Regions from separate parts of the Sus scrofa genome. Here region 1 is linked to region 2. Evidence: chromatin contacts called from public HiChIP or PLAC-seq data. All regions are on one chromosome and are shown on one strand. The core of a region is the stretch at or near the end of the contact, and the rest is flanking DNA. Distances in the headings are between cores, read along the strand shown. Region 1 overlaps TMC1 (transmembrane channel-like protein 1). Region 2 holds the start of ZFAND5 (zinc finger AN1-type containing 5).

The links. HiChIP or PLAC-seq counts read pairs in DNA pulled down with a chosen protein or histone mark.
Region 1: an H3K27ac HiChIP or PLAC-seq map of skeletal muscle shows a contact between it and region 2. The contact joins the enhancer-like site here to the promoter of ZFAND5 in region 2. A contact is called at or near these places in 3 of 5 promoter capture datasets (fetal liver and liver), 18 of 47 Hi-C or Micro-C datasets (adipocytes, alveolar macrophages, blood and 8 more) and 2 of 2 datasets of contacts at active chromatin or transcription factors (alveolar macrophages and skeletal muscle).

The regions. Positions count from the first base shown.
Region 1 is chr1:225,809,733-225,813,036 of Sscrofa11.1, forward strand. All of the region lies in intron 2 of TMC1 (transmembrane channel-like protein 1), which reads left to right. Among named protein-coding and RNA genes, the nearest start is that of TMC1, 97 kb to the left of the region's middle. Within about 2 kb of position 1,254, at least 22 of the 83 cell types and tissues checked have an H3K27ac peak or open chromatin away from gene starts, as enhancers often do. A contact at or near this core is called in alveolar macrophages, liver, omental adipose tissue and 2 more, where this site is marked.
Region 2 is chr1:225,707,424-225,710,924 of Sscrofa11.1, forward strand. It overlaps ZFAND5 (zinc finger AN1-type containing 5), which reads right to left and starts at 1,768. Exons shown (of 5, transcript NM_001097506.1): 1 at 1,608-1,768; 2 at 1,048-1,159; 3 at 324-427. The coding sequence starts at 1,758.

The DNA.
Region 1 (3,304 bases), core at 4-2,503, 100 kb after region 2:
AGATTTTTAAATAAAGTTTTCATTTATTTACATAAAGCTGAAGGCCTGGATTGGAAATACAGCCCTTGTTTTCTTTCTTATTCTTACCTCTGACAGTGAAGTTTCTGACTGCAGATTTGTTCTCAGTACATTTGTTTATTAATACAAGGATATATTATTTCAGTGCATATAAACAGGCAGGCTCGGCTTATATGGAATAAAACAAACTAAGGGAAATTTGGCAATTATCCTGATAATTACCTTAATAAAAACAGTAGATCTAGTTCTGTTCTGTAATGGATATTTTGGTTTAAAATTAGTCATTACTACCAGTCCTGAATTAGTTAACTAAGTGATTTTGCAAAGTGGCAGAAGTCTCCTTCAAGATGAAATCAGTATTCCCTGCTTAAGCTTTAGATGGATTAATTTTAGAAAATTAAGCTTACAGAATTCCTTGCTGAGGGTCCTCTGAACTTAACTTTAGATCTGTAACGGATGTCACCACTTCAAAGAACTCTATTTCTGTGTTTTAGCCACTCCTCTCACCCTTAGGAGAGTATGTGTGTGAGAGAGAAGGGAAGCCAGGCATGGATACATGAGCAGGCATGGATACATGGTACACGGAACGGCTGTGTCTCTTTAATGAAATGCCTCAGCTTCCCTACTGCCCTCTGCCTAAATTTGGGTTCTAAGGGAGATGATAGCTATTAGGAAGTGCCAGTCCCACTTGCAGATATTGTTACTCTAATTCTGCCTAAGTTGCAGTTTCTAGCTTTGGGTCATGACCCTAAACAGGAAGTGCCTCTGAGTTCCTCCAAACATGGTATGCGGATGAGGGGGTGGAGTTTAGCACACAAATACCTAGCTGCCAACTCTTCATGTTTACAAGAGATCAAAAATATAGGTCGCTTAAGGTCAGGAATACATCCTTTCTTTTCCTTCCCAGGAGCAAATAGTGTTGTCTTACACTCTAGGTGAAATACAGACTTCAACTCGAGAGCTATATTTGGATTGGAGTTTCTCTTTAATGCCACCCAAACACATTCTATAAGTGCTATGAGCCTCAAAGAATTAGAAGAATAAAATGACTTAGATTTATCATGATATAGGTTTGATCAACTCTCTCGGGGGAAGTTTAAAGCCAACCAAAACATTGATAAATGGGGAGAAGGAGTGAAAATATCTCGTTTGTTTTTGAGGTGCAACTAATATTTGAGTATAAATTAGTGTTTGAGTAGAATGGTAGAAAAACAAAAAAACAGGGCTGACAGGTGTCTCAGAGGTCATGTCCAACCTTCTTCCTGAGGATGCATGAATCACCAGCCCACTCCGATTCCTTCTCTCTGAGCTGCCGCATTTTTTTTTTCAGGTTTTGCTACTTCAGGAAACCACAGTTGTTTGCAGATAGAAAAATTACAGCAGCACTGTAATATGAGAGAACTAGTTCTTCCCCCTTGTTAATTAACAGTATCTAGTATATAACAGGCCTTGCACTATTTAAAAAAAAGTTGTTTTTTGCTATCAAGAATTTTTTTTAGAAAAATCAATTTTTTGAACTTTTACAACTATCATGTTTCCTATATATCTAGGAATGGTAATAATGTTCCTCTGGTGAATAGACTTGGAAATGCAGTAAAATGCTTTCTTTACAACATTATCATTTTCATTATTTGAACAAGTGTTGATCCGTATAAATTATTTATCTGAGCACTGAGAGCCACTCCCTAGGTGCAAGGCAATATGTTAAAGATTTGCTATCATGATAGTGAATGAGGGGGAAAGGGGAGAAGTACATTTTGTGAGTTATAAAGTTTTAGGAACATTAGTTGCCATGTTTGCATTTGAAAATGAACTCTTGGTGAAACACATTGTGGAAAAAACATGGAAACACAAATTCATTAACAAATACATAAAAATAGTGGGGGATAAAAACCCCAAACACTGGTAATATGCCAAGTATGATCATCAAACAGAAGATTAGAGATGGTCCTTAAGGCAGAGAAGGATTTAAACTATGGAAGAATTGGCTGGCTCATGCTTTAATTTGATTTCAGACATAATGTGTCTATCAGCCACAGCTTTTCTGAGGGAAAGGAGAAAAAATGAGGGGAAAAAGAGAGTGTACAGAGGACCAGCACTTAAAATGCTTCTTCCCATACTTACAAGTGTCACTGAATCTTGTTGTAGTTGTCTACAGGCAAGGCCTAGCTTCCAAGAACAGCTAAGTAGTTCCCCTACTGCAAATAATTGACAATAAGTACACTTGTTATTCTAATGTCTACATATATTAGTGTTAGTGCGTTTAATGCTTTCTTCAAGCCTGTTAGGTAGGCATTATCATTAAATCCTATTCTACAGTTGGAGAAACTGAGGCACAATGAGATTAAGTATCTTGTCACACAGCAAGTAGAAGAGCCAAGAACTGAACCTAGGCAATTGAGTTCTAGATACTGCACTCTTACTCACTATGCTAAATGACCTCTCAAAGATTTAGTTCTGTGTTTTATAAAGTCTGATCTAACATTCACCTGCATTAGACTTCCTGGGTGCTTCTTAAAAGTTTCCTAGGCTAGTATATTAGAATCTCTAGGAATTGGGCTTAAGAATTCCTACTTAACGACTCAATTTTGCACACTGAAGTCTGAGAATCACTAATCTGAAAGGTGAGAGAGGGTGGTGGAGAGAAACTTTTTTGTCTTCAGAGCCCAGAAAGGCATGCTATTACACTTTCCAGATTTTGTATGTAAAATCAGGTCATCTGTAGCTAGAGATAGATTTACTTCTCCCTTTCTAATCTGTATGCCTCATGTTTCTTTTTCTTGCCTAATTGCCCTGGCGAGAAACTCTAGTATAATGTAGAATAGAAGTGGTGAGAGTGGACATCTTTGTCTTGTTCCTAGCTCTCTAGGTTTTGAAGGAAAGAATTAATAGATTGATGCTTATATATTAGAAATTAACTATTACATTTCTGTACCTTATTATCTTCCATTCCTAATCTGGATTTCATCAAGAGAAGCTTACACAGCAGAAATATCAAATTTACTTCTAATCCATTCCCAGAATGGAGTGTGGTCTTCCTGTTAGGGCCCCAGGCAGCAGAACCAGACACACAGAGATTTTTAGTAAACTCCTACTGAGTATGCGTGAAAGTCTTCAGCTTTTGCCCTCCAAACTAAATGTGGAGACAAGTATCTCAGTGATCTCCCCTTTATGGAGATCTGTTGAAGTTAAATGAGGAATATTTTCAAATTATACATGTCTTAGTCCCATATCTGCTCTTTAGCCTGTGTCAGTATGGGACCTGGGATTTGCATTTTTATAAAAC
Region 2 (3,501 bases), core at 518-3,017:
CATTCAATGATTTAGATACCTTTAAAATATACTGGTAAACTATCTTTTAAGTTTATCAAATTCTTAACATGTCCAGTCTTCATATTATAAACTTGGCTGATTTGCACGTGTGGGAGTGGATTATGGGGAGGAGGGAGAGAAGATTTAAGAGCGACTACTATTTTACACTTCAAGGTACTTTCAAGATAATGGTTTGCTTGGCCTATATTTTATAACTCTCTCTCCTCTTTGGTCCTTCAATGGGAAGACAAGAATTTCCCCCCACCAACCCTTCCTTACAGTACCAAATCCAGAACTGAACTAGTATTAAATGAAAAGCATACCTGGCTCTGACACCTCTGTTTTCGGGGTAGTTATTTTGTCCTCTCTTGAAATGCTCATTTCGGTCATTTGCTGAGTTACAGGCAAGGCAGCCACAGGCACATTTCTATTTGAGTTCAAGCAAACATTTTTCAAGATGTTAAGGGTACTTCTTTGCGAGGTAATAAGTTGTCAGTTCAATTTAAATCATATATTATTTTCAATAGGATCAAATGGAGCTAAATAATCTAAAAAGGATACCCAGCGCAAATAGTTGAGACTAAGGAAAGCAATTTGATAAATGGCTCACAAAACAAGTCTGCATATTTGTATAGGTTATGATGTTCTATTACAGCCAACTAGAAATTTTTAGCTGTGCCTGTAGTTTGTTTAAGGGCAAAAGGGGCAGCTTTGCCAAAATGCTTTGTGTAGCACGACAATACAGTCTACCATACTCTCATTTTCTACAATCCCTATACCTGAATTACAAGCAAATAAAAGCACAGCATTCTCAACATAGTATCCTTAAAGTCGTTCTGGAATGTGTTATAATACATATCTTTACTCAATGACCTACAAGGTCATATTAAAGGACACTGGAATCCCCAATTATGCAACAGACGCAAAGCCAAGGACATCTAATGTATTAACATCCTTACAATTTATTAACATTCATAATTATGATGTTATAGTTATCTTTATTTCTTCCCTGTTTTATCACGAAAACCCTGAAACATTCAATCTTACCTTGATTTTTCAGATGTGCTGCCAGCAGCACCTTCACAGTTGTTTAAACTAGCATCTGCTCTTTGTACAGATGCAGAATCTGAGGTAGGACTGTTGGAGCCACTAGCTGTCCCTATTTAAAAAAAGGATTGTTAAGCAACAAAACAACACTATAAACACTATGAAAACTATTAATAAGTAACAAATACTTGCATTTAATCAGGTTAGCCACTTAAGCACTTTCACTGTATTGCAGAGCCCTACACTCAAATGACAGCCAAACAAATATATATGTGTATATATATGTAAAATGTCATATCCAGCGAACTTAAGAATAAAACAAAACATAAAAAAAAAGAAAAAAAAAAGAGAAAAAGCTACTAGAAGATGCTTGTAGACAGTCACTCATTCCTCATGTAGCCAGCCATGCCAAGTACTTGGGCTGTTGCTTTAAATTTCAAGCTTTTCTTGGGTCTTCTCTCCTGGGACTTTGAGCATTCTCAGTCTTAGTCCCCAATTCTTGGGTCTCTATTTTCTGTCCACCAATTCTTCAAATGGGTTATTCCTTGGAAACAACTTACCCATTGGACTCATTCTGCCACTATTCTGCTGTCTCTGAAGATGTTCTTTGTAGCAAACAGAACACATTCCATTTGTCCTAGGATTCCCATAAAAGCCACATCCTGTACTACACAGCATGGGCCCTGGGGTCTGGTTAGTCTCCTGAGCCATATTTTTCTGCTATAAACAAAACAAAAACAAAATTTTAGAAACTAGCATATAGTAAAACAATAAAATCATTAAATTAGTGAGTTGCCACTGTACCTTGTTATTCTTAAAAAATAAGCTAAATTTTGAATATTTTGTTGCACTTATGAAACAATGGACATGAACTGCAGATTGCTAATAATTTATTATGACTTTACATTCTTCAGAATAAAAGAAATTTCTCATTAAACATTACAATTAATTTTTTTATTTTACCTATCAGTGTTTTAATTTCTGAAAAGGTCACACTTCTGGATCAGAATTATGTTTAAATCAATTTGGGCAATTAGTATCTTTAAATCACTTTCTGCTCTAGTGCACTACAGGCATATCATTTCAAATAATGACAATTAATTAATGACTCATGGTATCTGTTAGTGGTTCTTTAAATTGGCTGTATATTGGAGGTAGCTCTAAAGACTTCTTAAATCTAACACCTAAAAGTTGGGTCCACTAGTAATTCAACAATTCTCTGATGCAGAGCATCTGTACTTTTAAAATGCTCCAACACCTTTACAGAAGACTGAAAAGAGCTGATAGATCATCTCTTTCTATTACTTTGGCACCAAAAAGTGAAGCTCTTTAACAAAGAATTTAGGTGTCAGCTGCTTAGGAAATTCCTTTCCTTCTTCCTTTGACATGTGAAATCTAGGTCTACGTATACTTTAAAATCAGTGTCTAGAAACCTGCAATGCACAAAATTATCAGCCATAGATTTACTGCTCAGCCAAGGGTTCTATTAAAACTTTTACAAGTGCTTGTCTTTCTTATACCAGAAAATAATGAATTCTTTTCAAACTTGCCAATTACAATAAAGCAAAATGAAGCAAAATAAATACACCACTTTAGTGATGGCTGGTATTTAATGTTAGGTTACCAGAAAGACCTTTACACAGCAAACAAACATACCCTTGCTTTTCCAGAAGCCTTGTTAAAATTAGCACAAATACAGTAATGTTTTGCTAAATTCAGTACAATTTTCCTGAGTTAACAGAACATAAACATTTAATAAACGAAAAAAAACTGGAGAGTTCCTGTGTCACCTTGAAATGTGTATGAATGTACAAAAAAACTTATTTCAGAGCATTTTTAATCAAAGGGAAGATATTGTGCTATTAACTTATGGTCCCTGTCATTTAAATGTACCTTAATGTTGACAATGAGGTCATTTTTAAGTTATGAACATTTCAGATAAGTGCACGGAAGTACTTCAAAAGCTAGAGCTTGCTATTTCCTAGAATCTCATGGCTTTTCCAACCACCACATACTAGGATACTCTCTTTACTTATGTTTTAATGAGTATTAACACTTCTTACTAAAATTATAAAAAAGGGAGAAGCAGACTAATCAAATTTAACCTGGCCAGAATCGTGACAATTATTCCCTAAAGCATTTAAACGGGACAGTCATCTTTCCTTTTGTCAGCAAAAAAGACACCTTGGTTCAAACTTGAAAATATTTCAAGCCAATCAAGCTTGTATGGAGTGACCGATATTTGCAACTTACTTCAGACAATAGTACTAATTTAGTTGATACTGTCTCTTTAAATAGCAAGTGGAATTTAGCTGACTCATTTTGGAGCAGGGTAGTATAAACATTTCAACATAACTTATGAAGTTTATTAATAAACACTTTCAACTAGGTTTAAGTACTAACATGTGCAAAAAAATGCTTCAAATAATAAATTGTGTATTTATTTGCATGCCC